2 separate regions of the Mus musculus genome follow, and region 2 is linked to region 1. Evidence: chromatin contacts called from public HiChIP or PLAC-seq data. All regions are on one chromosome and are shown on one strand. Each heading gives the region's core, a stretch centred on a gene start, on an enhancer-like site or on the middle of the called end of the contact. The rest is flanking DNA. Distances are from core to core; before and after follow the strand shown.

Region 1 (7,646 bases), core at 1,518-4,017:
GCCTGTGCAGTGTTGGGGACCATCTGTCTCACTTCTCTGCACACATGAGGCCAGTATAACTACAAATGGCAGAAGACAGCTGTATTTACACCTTCCTGTTGAATACCTCGCAGCATCTCTTGGAGGAAGGACAGCCTCTGATGGCAACAGCTGCTGCTTAGCTCTGAGGCTGAGCTTGGACGAAGGCAAAAGCAGTGCAAGGAATTATTTGGCTTCAGAGAACACTCATGTAAACAGAGTCCATTTTCTGTTGGTATAATACAGGCGGACTGGAAAGCCCCTCACCACATCACCGGGTTTTAATAGAGCTCAATAAAGAAGAAAACCTTGAGTTCAGTGGAATGGCATTTTCCTTGCATGTATGAGTCTCTGTGTTCAGTTCTGTGCACCACAGGGAAGGAAGAAAGGATGAGAGGAAGAATGGGAGGGAGGGAGGGAGGGAGGGAGGGAGGGAGGGAGGGAGGGAAGGAAGGAAGGAAGGAAGGTAGGAAGGTAGGAAGGAAGGAAGGAAGGAAGGAAGGAAGGAAGGAAGGAAGGAAGGTAGGTAGGAAGGAAGGTTCTCCATTAAATGGGAATCAGCATTAGGGATTGTTGTTTGGGGGTTAGATTTTTTTGCGGTAGAATATATGAGCAGCATTTCACAGTCATTTGTTTCAGTTGTATCAAATGAGAAAAAATCTAAATGCTGAGTAATAATTAAGATATATTTTCTTTATGTCTAACATGATATATGGAAATCCTTTGGTCACAGGAGGAGAACAGAAGATGCTAGAATGAGGTTGAACAGTTTTCAGGGATGAAGGCATAAAGATTGATAGTGAAGTTATTCCTTACTTGTAGTTAGCTCGACCCTGTTGGAAGTGACCAGAAGTATGACTTATTCTTAATGATCCAGTTTTGCCTCCCCCCCCAACCCCACCCCCCATGTACTCATTGCTCTGTGAGTGTCTGGAAACCTGGGGCCCTGTCCTTGTAAAACAGAGTGAGTATTGGGTAGCTTTGGCTTCTGGTGTTGCACTTGGGCTTATTATCCATGTCCTAAGCAAGTTTTCTCATATGACGAGAATGCCAGTGTGTGGATGTAGGCTCTTGATCTCATTGCCTCGTGTAAACCTGACTGGTGAACCACGCTTAGTAAACAGGTGTGTGGTTCTCACATACATTGAAGCACTTAATAGCATTTATTTGAACATCTCAAGTTGATATTTGTAAGGCAGGTTTATCATTAATTCTTCTTTTCACAGTAAATGACATTTTCATCTAATAAATGAAAAAGTCCATTCCTTATTTTGATTCAGTTCAATTCAGTTCACCTTGACCTTTGCATCTGAGCCTGGAACCTTACAAGCCAAGTTCAGAGAAGTAAGGATGGAAGAGCTGACAAAAGTCTCCTGGATATCATAGCTATGGAAATTTGCCACCTCTATCTTTTTCTTCTGTAGCCATTAGTTGCTTAATTAAACTCTGTGTGTTTGGTTCCCGATATAAAATAATAGAGTGTGTGTTCATTTGAGTGTGTGTGCTTTGTCTACATGTGTAATGTATTTACCATAGTTTCAGTTTCTAGTTTTTGCGCCAAATAAGTAGAGTACTTAAACCATACGATAGTTTATTGCATTTTGCTGTAAATCTGGGGATTCCTTATTTGAAAGAAGTCTACTATATACCATATTGAAAGTCAGCAGGCATAGCAGTCGACAGAAGTTTGACATTATTTATGCTATGCTAGTCTCTCTTCTGTTGCATATGGAAGAACTTCAACATTATCTATCTTTTTCTAATGAAAATCTTTTACATCTTGAGTTTGTAATTTAAATTGGCATGCCAAATATGTCTCAAATTAGTCAGCTGTCTGGTTCGGCTTCAGTTTGTCTTACAGATCTGCAGATTGAAAACCACCAATGCCATAGACCTGTCTGCTAGGGAGAAATTAAAATTCCATTAATGAACAAATTAAATGTTGGGGCTAATTTGCAGGACTGAGAGAGGAAGTATTTGGTCACATCATTTGCTTAAGAGAAGGTACACAGAGGCAGTAGACGCTTTAAGTACCATGTCACTGAAGTGTCGTGCTAGAGTTTTCTAGCCTTTCCCTTCTGTTTACCCTTCACCTCTGTGTGCTGATCATTACATCATTGTAAGCCCTGCTTTTTCAGTTGATTACAGAACTTGATCAGCTAAAGAATAGCACGATGGGGTATGTGTATAGATTCATCTTGTAAATTCCAGTTGCTGCTTTAGCTCTGAAGTGGGACAGACAGGCTTGGGTAGGCTGGTAGTACACTCTGTAGTCTCAGAACTCAGGAAGCTGAGACAGAAGGATCACAAACTTGAAACCAGCCTAGGAAACATAGAAAGCCACGTTGATTACTGATCAAATCTTAATAGTTACCTTTTACCACTGAAACCAGGTTATAGAGGATTATGTTCAAATGAGATCTGTTGGAACTGGAGTTATAGGCAGCTTCGAGCCGCTGTGAGTGCTGAACCCAAGTCCCCAGGAAGAACAGTAGTTCTCTAACCACTGAACAACCCCTCCAGCCTCTCTTTAAAGTACTGTTCATTACCGTTTGTGAGATTCTCTGAGTTAGAATTAATAGGTAATTTTATATTAGTTTCTAAAGGATTATACTTCTCTAATAACCACTGCTGGGTTTTTCATTCATTGAATAGTTATTTTTCCTTTCGGTTTGTCGGTTGGAATTCAGACCCACAGGAACATGTTATGACATGGAGCCTGTTTTCTGTGATGAGATTGTTAAGGCTGAAAAACTGATAGTGACTGCAGATTCTTCAGAGCTGTCTCTACTGCTCTGAGCTGACTTGTGACTTTCTTTATTCCACCCAACACTCCCACTAGTTCACTCTGTGATCTCCTCCCTTCCTGCACTTCAGTGGGAACCACAGCTGTGGCTTTCAGAGGCGGGTGTGTGAGGACAATCACAGGTGAAGACAGCTGCATCATGGACCCGGACTTTGTGACTTCATTTTTTCATTCTTTTGCTCTTGAAGAAAGATTAAGCAGCAGCATTTTAAAAGTGCAGCTGGCACTACCCTCAGTCGGCAGTGATGTGAGTCCCTGTGCCTGTGGAGTCGGGAGATCTTTCACATGTGTGTAGCAGAGCTCCAGTTTGCCAGACTGGGCAAGGAGTGGGCAAATGAGAGTCAGATGCATGCTAGGTCTACATACCAGCATAGGTCCTCACCCTGTCCCCAGCCCGGCATCATCCTTTCTGTGTAGCTGTTGGCCCGGATATCTTTCAACTAAAGCAGCCAGGCCACACTGTGCTGATACTGACCAAGGGTCTGCTCACTCGGTGTCACTGTGCCTGGTGGGCGAGTATATGACTGGAGACACTAGGAACATGGTGTAATTTCCTGGGAAATTATCAAGGGGGTCGGTCGGTCTGTCGTTCGGTCGTTTGTTTGTTTTAAAGTTTACTCATCACTTTTTGGGATGAAGTATGTTTCTGTTTTATAAATCAGGAAACTTAAAACTCTAAATGTTAGGAACAGATAGATTTTGTTCCATTTTTGTTTGTTTTTGTTTTTGTTTTGTTTGACACTTGAAGAAGTCTTGAGTTATAGAGGAATGAGTGGATAATTTCAAAACAAAGTTTCAAATTCTTTACTTTGCAGTATATCTGTGAATATTAGAGTATCCAGTGTGCCCTGTCAGTATTTAGATCAGCAGTATTTTGATACTTACAGTGATTTTTTTTTTCCCGAGACAAGACTTCTCTGCGTAGCCCCGGCTGTCCTGGAGCTCACTTTGTAGACCAGGCTGGCCTCGAACTCAGAAATCCGCCTGCCTCTGCCTCCCGAGTGCTGGGATTAAAGGAGTGAGCACCACACCTGGCCTACAGTGATATTTTAATGCAGCTAAAAGATAATGTTCTGTGGGTCACTGGGGAAATCAATGGAAGGCCACACTGTTGATCTTCCTGCTTGGGTGGACAGTTAACTACACCTTTGTCTGTTTGTTTTTGTTTTTTGTTTCTGTTTTTGGTTTTTCTATGTAACTTTGTAGATGAGGCCTCACAGAGTTCCCCTTGTCTCTGCCTCTTGAGTGCTGGGATTAAAGGCGTCAGGTGTCTGTAACTAACCCTTTAAATCTTCCTGAGTGTGGGCAGGTTAGTGTACCCCTCCCTCTCTCTCCCTCTCCCCTCAGCTCCCCCTACCTTTCTCCTATTGTCATGGTTCATGCTCCTGTCTCTCTCCCTCCCTCCAGTAACTGCCCACGTTTATGTCTATCTTTGTATCTGTTGCATTTTGAATCCCAGAATCATGCTCACTGTTATGAGAACATTTTGCTCAACCTTTGATTTGTTCTGGAATGTATTCTGTTTGTTTGGAAATTAATGCTAATTAGCAGGATTATGTTTCTTCTTAATATTCCAGTCTCTAGTTTTGGAAAAGGAAATAACCATGGCTTATGAATATGTGTTCCTCTTCAATTTCTTGTGTCTTTCAATTGTCAGATGCCATAGGAAAAATTTTTTATGAATATAATTAAATCACCAAGGTCTATTTGTGCATAGCATGTCTTAAATAACTGGGAATTTTAAGCAGAAATACATGTATCATTGAATTCTGACTTTGCATCCCTAAACACGTTGTCTACCATCACCACTTGCAGTCAGGTAGAGGAGGCTGTATTCTTGTACTCGTTTTCTGGAATGTTACGAGAATTAGAAATCATTCCATTGTTTTTGCTAGTGATCCACAGAATAGCAAGCAGCTCAGCTCACTGCTGATAAGCAGTATGACAACTGTGTGGCTGAGAGACAGCCGCTAGGTGCACATTGTCATGTCATGGTGCAGTTGTCTTCAGCTGACACTGGATACTTTGTGTGGCATATAGTATGTATTATTCTCCCTCTGATCATCCCTCTGATTAATGTGTACTTTATGTCTAAGGGCTCAGCCATGAACTTCATTTTAAACTGGAAGTGCCACAGGGGTGCTCCAGAAAAGGGGGAGAAATAGAAAAAAATCAAATCTACATTTGTATGGAAACTAAGGGCCTTGTTTCTGTACCTCATATATATATATTGGTTCTATCACAGTATATGTGGCAGAATTGCAAATGAATATTAATTTGCGTTATTTTTATCATACTCTATAACAGTACAATGTACATTTATTTACTAATGTTGAATGAGTTTTCCTCTAATTTTTTGTGCATTTTCCCCCCTTTTCCACCAAGGCCTTATCTCTTTGGAGCGGGGTGTTTTTCCATAAAGGCTCCATGGTGAGTCCCGTTCAGTCCCGCATGCCTAATTCATTTGCTGTACTCTCAAAGAATAACTGTTCTATAGTTTGTTTTCAGTTGCATGACCTGATCACAGATAGATGCACCGAGTTTCCAGACAAATAGACATATTTAAATCTTTAAAAAGCAGTTTCTTTGGTCTTACTTGAATCAAAACAAAAATTAGATTTGATTTGCTTTGCTTTGCTTTGCTTTGAAAGAAGGCAGAAGAATTCTCTCACCATGCTGGTGAGTAACACGGCATGTCTAGCCCCAGGTTGAGAATGTTTAATAGGAAGTTCCTTAGATACACTGGTTGATACTGGTATGAAGTTTGTTTTTAAATGCAACTGTATTGAGAGCAAAGTCGCAGTGTATTTTATTTGGTCACAAAGACTGTTGAACTCTGTTTGAATAGATTAGGTATTTAAGAAAATGCAAGGTAAACATATTTTGATACAGATCTTTCCATGCTGTTCTGTTGTCAGCGTAAAGCATGATAACTCTAGAAAAGACAGAGTATATTTCATAGTTTCGTTTGAAGATACCAGTTAGGATGGGTTAAAAAATCTGATATCAAATGCTTTAATAATTCTGAGTCTGGGTTCTAGAATAGAACTGTCTCGCCCTTACATGTCAGCTTATACGTTTATGAGCACTGTGATCTCAGATACTTAGAACTTTCTGTTTCCTGGTTTTTTTTTATAAATATATGTAATGAAATGTAATGTATAAATGCATTGCTATCCATAATGACAGTGTTCATAGTAGCCACTCAATAGATAATAACTGCCCTGAGGACTTCAGTGCTTGGGGTAGACACTGTCTGAAAAGCAGACATGTAGTCCTGCCTTGCTAGAACTCCTACATAAACCAGAATCCTCCTGCCTCAGCTTCCTGAGTGCTGTGATCGAAGGCATGTGCCAGCATGTCCACCTAGCTTTATTTTTTAAGAACATATCAGGCCAGAGTAAATTTGTAGAAATGTAAGGTATGTGAACTTTTGTCTGGTCGTCTTCACTGTGCCTTTATATTTTGAACCATGTTTTATGTAGGCATGTGCTGCATGCATGTGATTGCAGCACCCAGGAGGAAGCTGAGGCGGTGAGACAGCAAGTTCAAGTCCAGCTTGAGGCGTGTAGTGAGATTCTGTTTCTACAACCAACCAGTCTTTTACAGTGACTGTTGTTTCACAGAATGCATTCAGTGTTCCTGTACTCTGGGAATGGCAGCTCTCATGATCACGTAGGGCTAGTTAATAGAAAAATGAATCTCCATCAAATATTCACCTTTTGTTCAGCATCATAATTGGAAGAACGTCAACAAAACTGTTCTTAACAAATTCAGAGTAAACAGAGACAGATCCTTTGAAAGTTGATCTTGCTTTTTATAAGCCAGATTTCTTCTCAAAACTAGTAAGATACATGGATTTTGTTGGCTCAGAGTGAATAGGTCATTTTAAATGCCACATCCAAAATAGTATTAAATGTCTTTGTGTAGTAAATGTGGAATTAAATTCCATTTGAGGATAAATTCCACACTCTGAGTACAAAGCAGAGTTTTAGCATGTTAATAAAGATTGAAATTTCGACATGCAACTAAAGATGGAGTAACAAATGCATGTTAACTAGGAAAAGTCCAACCCCAAAAGCTTATGTGTTCCTCACATTTAAGCAAAAGCACTTGTCAACCAGAAATGATTTGAGGTTGAAACAAGATTAAAAGAGCCAGATTAAAGAAGGGGATCTATGAAATATGGTCGACTTTTAAATCCCTGCCCGTCCTTTAGAGGACGGCTCTGTGGTTTGTTTGATGCTGTCGTTAGCCCACAGGAAACTCGTTTTTAGTCACTTACACTAGACTGAAAGGTCCTCCTTTTAAATATGTTACATTACCAGGGTGCATGTTTTTTCCATTAAGATCTTAATGAAACCTCAAATTAAGGCAGCAAAATGAATATAGATTTGACAACTTCTTCCATGTTGTTTATAAGAGCTGCTTTGTTTCTGCAGTGCTTGCTGTTTTCCATGATACTTCACATTCAACTAGGGAATGTTTTTATTTACTGGTCTAAAACAAAACATTATGCTAAATAAGTATGTTTATAGTACTTTCAGTTGTAAGGCAATACATATATGTTGGATGAACATGAAATCTTTACAGCTTTTTTTAAAATGTAAATTTCTTACAATTTTCAAAAATTAGTTTTGGGTTACAACATTTGTACCTAGTTAAGGTTTTTGCTTTTGATATACCACAGTTTGCACTAATTCTTTATTTTTCAGTAAAGGACTTTTCAAAGTCTTTAAATAAATGCACTTTCAGAGGAGTCCATTTTAAAATAGCATTTTCTCCTTTGATATCACAGCAGGCTGGTAATTAAATGGTGCAG
Region 2 (7,646 bases), core at 1,440-3,939, 830 kb after region 1:
CAAGGCATTCCTGTGATTTTTTTTTTTTCCGGTTAAGAATCTGGGCTGCATTCCTCCAGTGTCTTTGCAGGAATGGGGTTAAGTTTAAAGGTGATAGGCTGTAACCTGAACCCGTGAACTAAAATAAGCCTTTTCTTGCTCTAACATGCTATTGTCAGGATGTTTTATCACAGCAACAGGAAATGAAACAAGATACAGCAGAAGCCTAATGGTCTGAGTTCCATCCCCAAACTGACATAGAAAACCTTAACCCGGTGGTGAGCATCTGTGCTCCCAATAACCCGCCGTCAAGAGAGAAGGCAGAGACGTGAGCATCACCCAAGGCTCACAGTACAGTAGAAATAAAAAGAGAGACCCTGTCTTGACCAGGTAGAAGGAAAAAGCTGACTCTCAGAAGTTGTCCTCTTATACACACACACACACACACACACACACACACACACACACACACAGAGCCCCCAAACATATATTGTATTAGTTGCTTTTCTGTTGCTGTAATTAAAAAAAAAATGCACAAGGCCCTTGGGTTAATTCCCAGTACTTAAAAAAAAAAGTTTGCTTTCATTTTTAAAGACAGTTAATACACAGTTAGTATTGGCTTTCTTTCTTTCTTTGTGAAGCTCAAAATGATGATTCACAATGGGGTACCGCCTAACCTAATATGATGGAATCTCATGTAGTTACCAAAAATGACGAGAATGTGGTTTGTGTTCATGCAGAGTAATGGAAATGAAGAGACGGTGCTGGTGAGATGCAGAGATGCTCCACAGGTAAAAGAGCTTGCCTGGTGTCCATCCAACATCCTTCCTGCTGAGAGGCTCCAAGGTTTGCCCAACTGGGTATAGTGCCCGTGCCGGAGCAGAGGTGAGTCCTGCTTGTTCAGGCTCCTCTGCTTCCACGCTCGCTGTAGGTCTCTGATTCTGCTGAGCCCTCCCTTCCCCTGATTAAAGTCTCTTCCTGCCCCTTTGGGGCTGCATGGAGGGGGGGAGAGAAGAACTTGTCACCAAATCTAATGACTTGAGTTTGATCTCAGGGACCCAAACAGGAAAGAGTCAGGTCCAGCACATTGTCATCTGACCTCCACACACATGCCTACTATGTGCCCATTCCAACTAAATGATTTCTAATTTTAAAATTATTTTCAAAAGGCTGAAAAACGGTGTGTTGAATATGACTTGCCCTGTGGGCTAGGCCCCCCCCCCAATCTCTCATAAAGTGCTTTATGAAGATGGTCTCTTATATAGGAAGAACAACCGAAATGGAAAGCAGATAAATTCTGGCATACACTTACTAAGTATAGCAATTAAAGGTAAAACTGAACTTAATATTTCTTTTGAAAATCCACTACATTAGTGTCCCCCAACCTCACCCCCACCCCATGGATATCACCTCTTGGCACATAAGAAACCCAAGTGAGACCCGTAGGACTGCCCAACAGAACACCCAAGGACCAACCTCTATAACCACGAGAAATTAAAACAAATTTAAGCCACTAAGTTTTACAGTGGTTTTCACTAAGTAGAGCTAGACAATCAAATTACTTCTAATGTTAGCCATGGTAAAGACTCTAGTTGGTTTGCAATCGTATTAGACACTATTAGATCAAGAACCCCAGAATGCTACCTTAACTGCAGACACCCCACTTCCCACCACACTCTCATCCCCCTCTCTCTTTACCCATGTCACTTCCTACTCTCACCAAGTCAGAGGCATAGAAAACAAAGAACACAGAACTCCAAGAAGACAAATGGACACCCATTGAGTCAGACTTCACACTGAGCCTACTCTGCAACTGAGAACAGGCCAGGGTTCAGATGCCAAGCCTGTCATGGCAGAGAGGGAGAGAGACAGAGACAGAGACAAGAGACAGAGAGACAGAGATACAACAGACAAAGAGAGACAGAGAAAGAGAGACAGAGAGGTAGAGAGACAGAAGGACAGAGAATTTGTAAAATGGTCCTTGTACAAATCATCTTATTGAACCTTCACTAGATCTAAAAGGTTGATATTTTTCTTCCCATTAAACCCATGGGAAAAAAGAGATGTTGAATAACTTGTTCAAGGTCACACAATGGTTATTTACTGTTACAGGGATAGGGTGAGGGAGTCACCTGTCGCCAACAAGGAGAGATGGTTTCGGAGTATGGCACATTATGAAGTCACAGCACCTTGGTTGTTTTTTGGTTTAAATGAAAACCAAAATTGAATGAAACCTCTGGGCCGTTAGAGGCACCCAAGGAAACAAGGCCCAGAGTTGCCCTTTCTTGTGGCTAGACTATGGAACAGGTGGGAGGAAGCCCTCTCCCACTCCGGCAGAGAAGTGGCTACACACCAGAAGTGGTTGACTAAGTCAGTCGGTGAATAGCTTCCCAGAGGTGCATGTGAGCTCCCCCTCCCCGCCCCAATCCTTGAGAGATACAGAAAGGACCCAAGGTGTCCGTGGCATCCTATGGGATACTGCTGCTGTCTTCCAAGTGTCCCGCCAAATTAAGAGTTCCTGGAGAAATATGTGTTGCACAAACATCAGACCTTTGACAGAAAACTCTGTCTGCTCCACCTCCCCCCATCCTCTCCATTCAAGTTCCCAGAAGTTTGCAATTATGTTTAAAGGAAGTTTCCAGACAAGGCTTACTCAGCGTTGGCTGTCGGGAGGACGAGATTACTTTGTTCTGTAGTTTTCAGTTTTTCTTAAAGTTGGCTGACCATTGTCATCCTACCCCAGGCTGCTACATAAAGGTGAGCTGTGAACTACAGACCGGTTACCATCCTGCTAGCATGTGTGTGTGTGTGTGTTTGTGTGAATGTGTGTGAGTTTGTGTGTGTATATATGAGAGAGAGTGTGTATGTGTATGAGTGTGTGCGTATATGTGTGTGTGAGTGTATATGTGTGTGTATGAGTGTATGTGTGAGTGTGTGGATGTGTGTGTATGAGTGTATGTGTGTGTGTGAGTGTGTGTGTGTGTGTGTGTGTGCACATTTCTTCCCCTCCTTGGATTCAAAGCTCTCTATGCCAACTTGCTATGTGTATTTCTCCCTTTATTTTGTCAACCCTACACTTCTCCCACTGTATTTTCCTTTAGCCCTTTGGCCCTTGACCTGTTGCCCAGAATTGTGGTTTACTAACTCCTCTAACTTGGGATCTCATTTCTACTTTGCCAAGACACTTCATACTAAATCCTAAGGTTTTTGTTTTGTTTGTTTTTGTTTGTTTGTTTGTTTTTGTCTTTGTTTTTGTTTGGTTTTTTTTTTTTTTTTTTTTTTTTTTGGTTTTTCGAGACAGGGTTTCTCTGTATAGCCCTGGCTGTCCTGGAACTCACTCTGTAGACCAGGCTGGCCTCAAACTCAGAAATCTGCCTGCCTCTGCCTCCCAAGTGCTGGGATTAAAGGTGTGCACCACCACCGCCCGGCTTTGTTTTGTTTTGAAGTTGCTTTTTGAGACAGCGTTTCTCTGTGTAGTCCTGGCTGTCCTGGACCTTACTCTGTAGACCAGGCTGGCCTCCAGTTCACGGAGATCTGCCTGCCTCTGCCTCCTGAGCGCTGGTACTAAAGGCAGGTGCCACCATCACCAAGCTAAATCCAAAGTTCTTGAACTGCAGACTTCCATCAGGGTGGCAGATGTTGTCCAAGTCCCATGTGTTGGGAAGAAATTAGCAGGACAAAGGTGGCAAAGCCAGAAGTGAGGACACACACCTCAAATCCCGGTATTTGAGAGACTGAGGTAGCAGGAAGATTGTAAATCAAAGATCAGCACAGGCTTTATAGCAAAACCCAGTGAAATAAACAAGCAAAACAAGCAAACAAATCCACACACAACTCTCAATCCTAATGGCAGGGTAGAAGGAAGGATTACTCTTTTAAAATCATTACTTATATATTTTCATGTGTATGAATGTTTTGTCTATGGAGCATGTGCATGTCTGGTGCCCATGGAAGTCAGAAGAAGGCATAGGATCTGCTGAGACTTTAAGCTGCAATTAAAGACTGTTGTGAGCACCATGTGAGTGCTGGGAACTGAACCCCTGCTCTCTGGAAGGGTTGTCCATGACTACAACCACTGAGCCTGGAAGAATTACTTTTAAACTGGCAGACACTACTGACCACATTTCTCCCTGCCTGCCTCTGTACCCCTTTCCTGCTACTTCCAAGAAGTTTATGTCGTATATAATCTCTAGACTTTTAGGTGGCTCACACATGTAATCCCAGTACTTGGGAGGAGGCAAGACAAGGAGTTCAAGGTCATCTACTTACAAAGTTCAACACCAGCCTGTGCTATTATGATGCCCTATTCACTCCTTCTGAACAAACAAATAAAAAAATAAACAACAAAGAAAAAAGCCAGGCATTGGTGCTGTATACCTGTAAATCCTAGCTCTTGGGAGGTAGAGTCAGGAAGATGAAGAATTTAGGAAGAATCAGGATTTCAGAACTAGCTTCATCTATGCAGTAAATTTGAGGCCAACCTAGGCTACATGAGACACTGTCCCAAAAAGAAAGAGAGAAAGAAAGAAAGAAAGAAAGAAAGAAAGAAAGAAAGAAAGAAAGAAAGAGAGAGAGAGAGAGAAAAGCTTCCTGGTTACAACTTTGGAAAACCATTTGGCAGTATCTACTAAAACGGAACATATGCATATACTTTTTACCCAAGAATTCTACTCCAAGATTCAGACCCAACCAAAATGCACGCATATGTTCATCAAAAGGCATGCACAAGAATGTTCACAGCGAGAGTTAGCACAAAACTAGCTAAAAACGAGAAACAGCCCAAACGTCCAAAAGCAGTGGAGTGGATAAAGAGTAATGTATTCAGACAATGAAATATACAACAAGGGGGCGGGGAAGCAGAGCAGTGTACAACATGGCAGAATCTTACAAATGTAATAATAAACGAGGAAGAATACAGAGAGTACACTTTGTTTGTTTGAAATCCCAAACCAGGCAAAAATGAATCGTTAGGAATCAGAAAAGCAGATATTATATAGGGAGGAGAAGCCAGGTGGTCAGGGCATGGAAGGACTGTGTGCAGGTGGCGTCCTCTTTCTTGATCTGGGGACTGACTTGAACAAGTGTGATCACTTTGGCAAAATTCCTCCCTCTATAAAGTTGTAGTTGGTATGCTTGGTATACAAGAAAAAGCAAAAGACAGGAAGAAACGCCTTGCTTGCTTTCTCTTAAAACTGTAGTCGAGGACATTCAAGTTGAATTTGGGGTAAATGGATTTTCTTGTGTTCCCGTTTGTCATTTGGAGAAGCCTAGGCACCCTGTTCTCAGTCCTACGCCACAATCATTTCCTGCCCTGCTCTGCAAGTAGAAATTACATGTGGGAAGAGTATGGTGGACCGACAGTGAGGTTTACATGGCTCACACAACACAGGTCTCTGCCTCTTGGTTCCAAGGTGGAATTAAAGGAACATCACCTGGGGCCTACCTACAAGAAGGATTCCGGATGTCCTAGAATAAACAGCCAGTTATCGGGATGAGAGTTCGCAAGCAGCAGAATGTAGCCAAGGGTTGAACCTGGACTAGATGAACAAGAGGATTACCTCAGTGAATTGCCTAACCAAACTGAGCAGACACAGGAGTGACTAGCAGAGGGGTTCAAGCAGACACCCTTAGGACAACACAGATGATGGGTAGAAAATGAGGCATGAAAATTAGGAGTCATGAGCTTTCTATAGATTCTATAGTATAGAACATGTTTTACTCTGTAAAGTAGGAGAGAGCTGGCAAAGGACCAAGACATGACAGAGGAAGAAAAGGTCACGCCTTTAATCGTAGCACTTGGGGAGGCAGAGCCAGGTAGATCACTGAGTTCGAGGCCAGCCTGGTCTACACAGTGGGTTCCAGGACAGCCAGGGCTACACAGAGAAACCCTGTCTTGGAGAAAAAAAAATAAAAAGAAAAGCATATACTTTTTCTACTACGCAACTGTTTATTTTAATTCATTGTTTTGGTGACACCCCCACTCATATATATCCTAACTCCAAATTCAGCTTCTAACGTCTAGGATTTTGGCTCCTAGAAGTCCATCCACTTCCTATGATTTAGGTAGCCATCATTGTCTTAGGTGAGAAGTTCTACACTGTAGCCTACAGAATCCCTGCCCAGCCTTTACAACTCAGCCACATGCCTCCCCATCAGGCCACCGGTGCATCCTGCATAGGATGAATGACAGCGACTGGAAAGACAAGTTTGTCCGAGCTCATGTCTGTGCTCCTGGAGCCCCTGTGCCTAAGCTCTGAGTCTCCCTGTTCCATCCTTTCTCAGCTGTTACAACATTTGGCAAAAAACACAAGATTAGGCCTGTGATTCTCATATGGGGGAATCGCTACTGTTGTCCACACCGGGGATTCCTCCAGCTATGGCCCCTTCTCTCCCTGAGTTGCTACCTATTTTTCAGTTTCCTTGTTTGTCTATCTGAATTGGTTCTATATCTTAGGAGCCTTCCAGGTCAGTGAGGGTAATAGATGCCCTAGCCTGGTCCCTCTAAGAGGCTACCTTGCTTAGGCTTGTGATCCAATTTTATCCTATCAAAAGAGAATAGTCAAAATTCTCTTCATGTCTACACTCTATGCTGTCTGCCTGGGGTTTGGACATTGCTTCTCCATGTTGTAAGCTGAGATCTGATCCAATAGGAACCAACAGAAGCAATGGAGTGTAGTGGAAGCCTGGAAACGGATAGTGAGGTTAAGTTCCTGGCTCTAACCCAGTGAGTTTGAAGCCAGCCTGACTACAGAGTGAGTTTCAGGACAGTCAGGGCTACACAGAGAAACCCTGCCGAGAGAGAGAGAGAGAGAGAGAGAGAGAGAGAGAGAGAGAGAGAGATCCTGGCTTTAACTATCACTGCTAGAAGCACTGGCAACAGACTTACTCTTTTTGGGTCTTAGTTTCCTGCTCTATAAAACTGAGATGAAGACATGGAGAGTTGTTGGAAAGATTAAATACTACGTGAGTTATGACACGTGGCTTTTATGGGCTATTTAATCAAAGCTGAGTGCTAAGGTTAAACACCACCGTGAGCCTGGTCATTATACCCACCCTTCTAGTCACTGGCTAGTGTTAGCTGATCTGAAAAAGTAAACAGTTTTGCTCAGACATTTGAAAATGAATCTCTCTCTATGAGTGTCAGCCAAGAGAAGCATAAATAAACTCTGCAAAGAACACATTCTGAGGCGCAGAAGAATGCAATTCAAGAATATAAATTAGACGGCACAATCACATCACACCACAAATACTAAGAAACAGAAAGAACCAAGGAAATGTCATATCCCGGGGGCCAGGGAGATGATTCCATAAATAAAGGCGCTTGCTGCGAGCCAGATGACCTGAGTTTGATCCCTGGGACCCACAGGGTGGAAGGAGAGAACCTGCTCATGCCAAGTTGTCCCCTGACCATGACGGCTACAAGGTGTGCACACAGCTCCCCCACCATACATGTGCACACACAACATGAAAGAAAATATAATAGGAATTTCAAGTCATTCTCTTCGATCTTTGTTGATCTCAATAAATAGATTTGCTTCTAGTAGGGTATGTTAGGTCTCCCTTTACAGAAGAGAGGTAGTTGCGCTGAAGGTGGTAGCAGGCTGAGGGTCTGAGAGAAAAGGGCCACACCAAGAAATGCAAGGGGCCTTGAGAAGCAGTGAAATAGA

The links. HiChIP or PLAC-seq counts read pairs in DNA pulled down with a chosen protein or histone mark.
Region 2: a contact with region 1 is called in an H3K27ac HiChIP or PLAC-seq map of T-cell acute lymphoblastic leukemia, with 2.4 times the contacts expected there. The contact joins two enhancer-like sites. A contact is called at or near these places in 2 of 115 datasets of contacts at active chromatin or transcription factors (T-cell acute lymphoblastic leukemia and acute myeloid leukemia).

The regions. Positions count from the first base shown.
Region 1 is chr11:85,538,719-85,546,364 of GRCm38.p6, forward strand. The region is part of intron 16 of Bcas3 (breast carcinoma amplified sequence 3); the gene reads left to right. Among named protein-coding and RNA genes, the nearest start is that of Bcas3os1, 180 kb to the right of the region's middle. Within about 2 kb of position 2,768, at least 13 of the 459 cell types and tissues checked have an H3K27ac peak or open chromatin away from gene starts, as enhancers often do. A contact at or near this core is called in T-cell acute lymphoblastic leukemia, where this site is marked.
Region 2 is chr11:86,369,137-86,376,782 of GRCm38.p6, forward strand. The region is part of intron 1 of Gm38937 (a long non-coding RNA gene); the gene reads right to left. Among named protein-coding and RNA genes, the nearest start is that of Gm38937, 11 kb to the right of the region's middle. Within about 2 kb of position 2,690, at least 28 of the 459 cell types and tissues checked have an H3K27ac peak or open chromatin away from gene starts, as enhancers often do. A contact at or near this core is called in T-cell acute lymphoblastic leukemia, where this site is marked.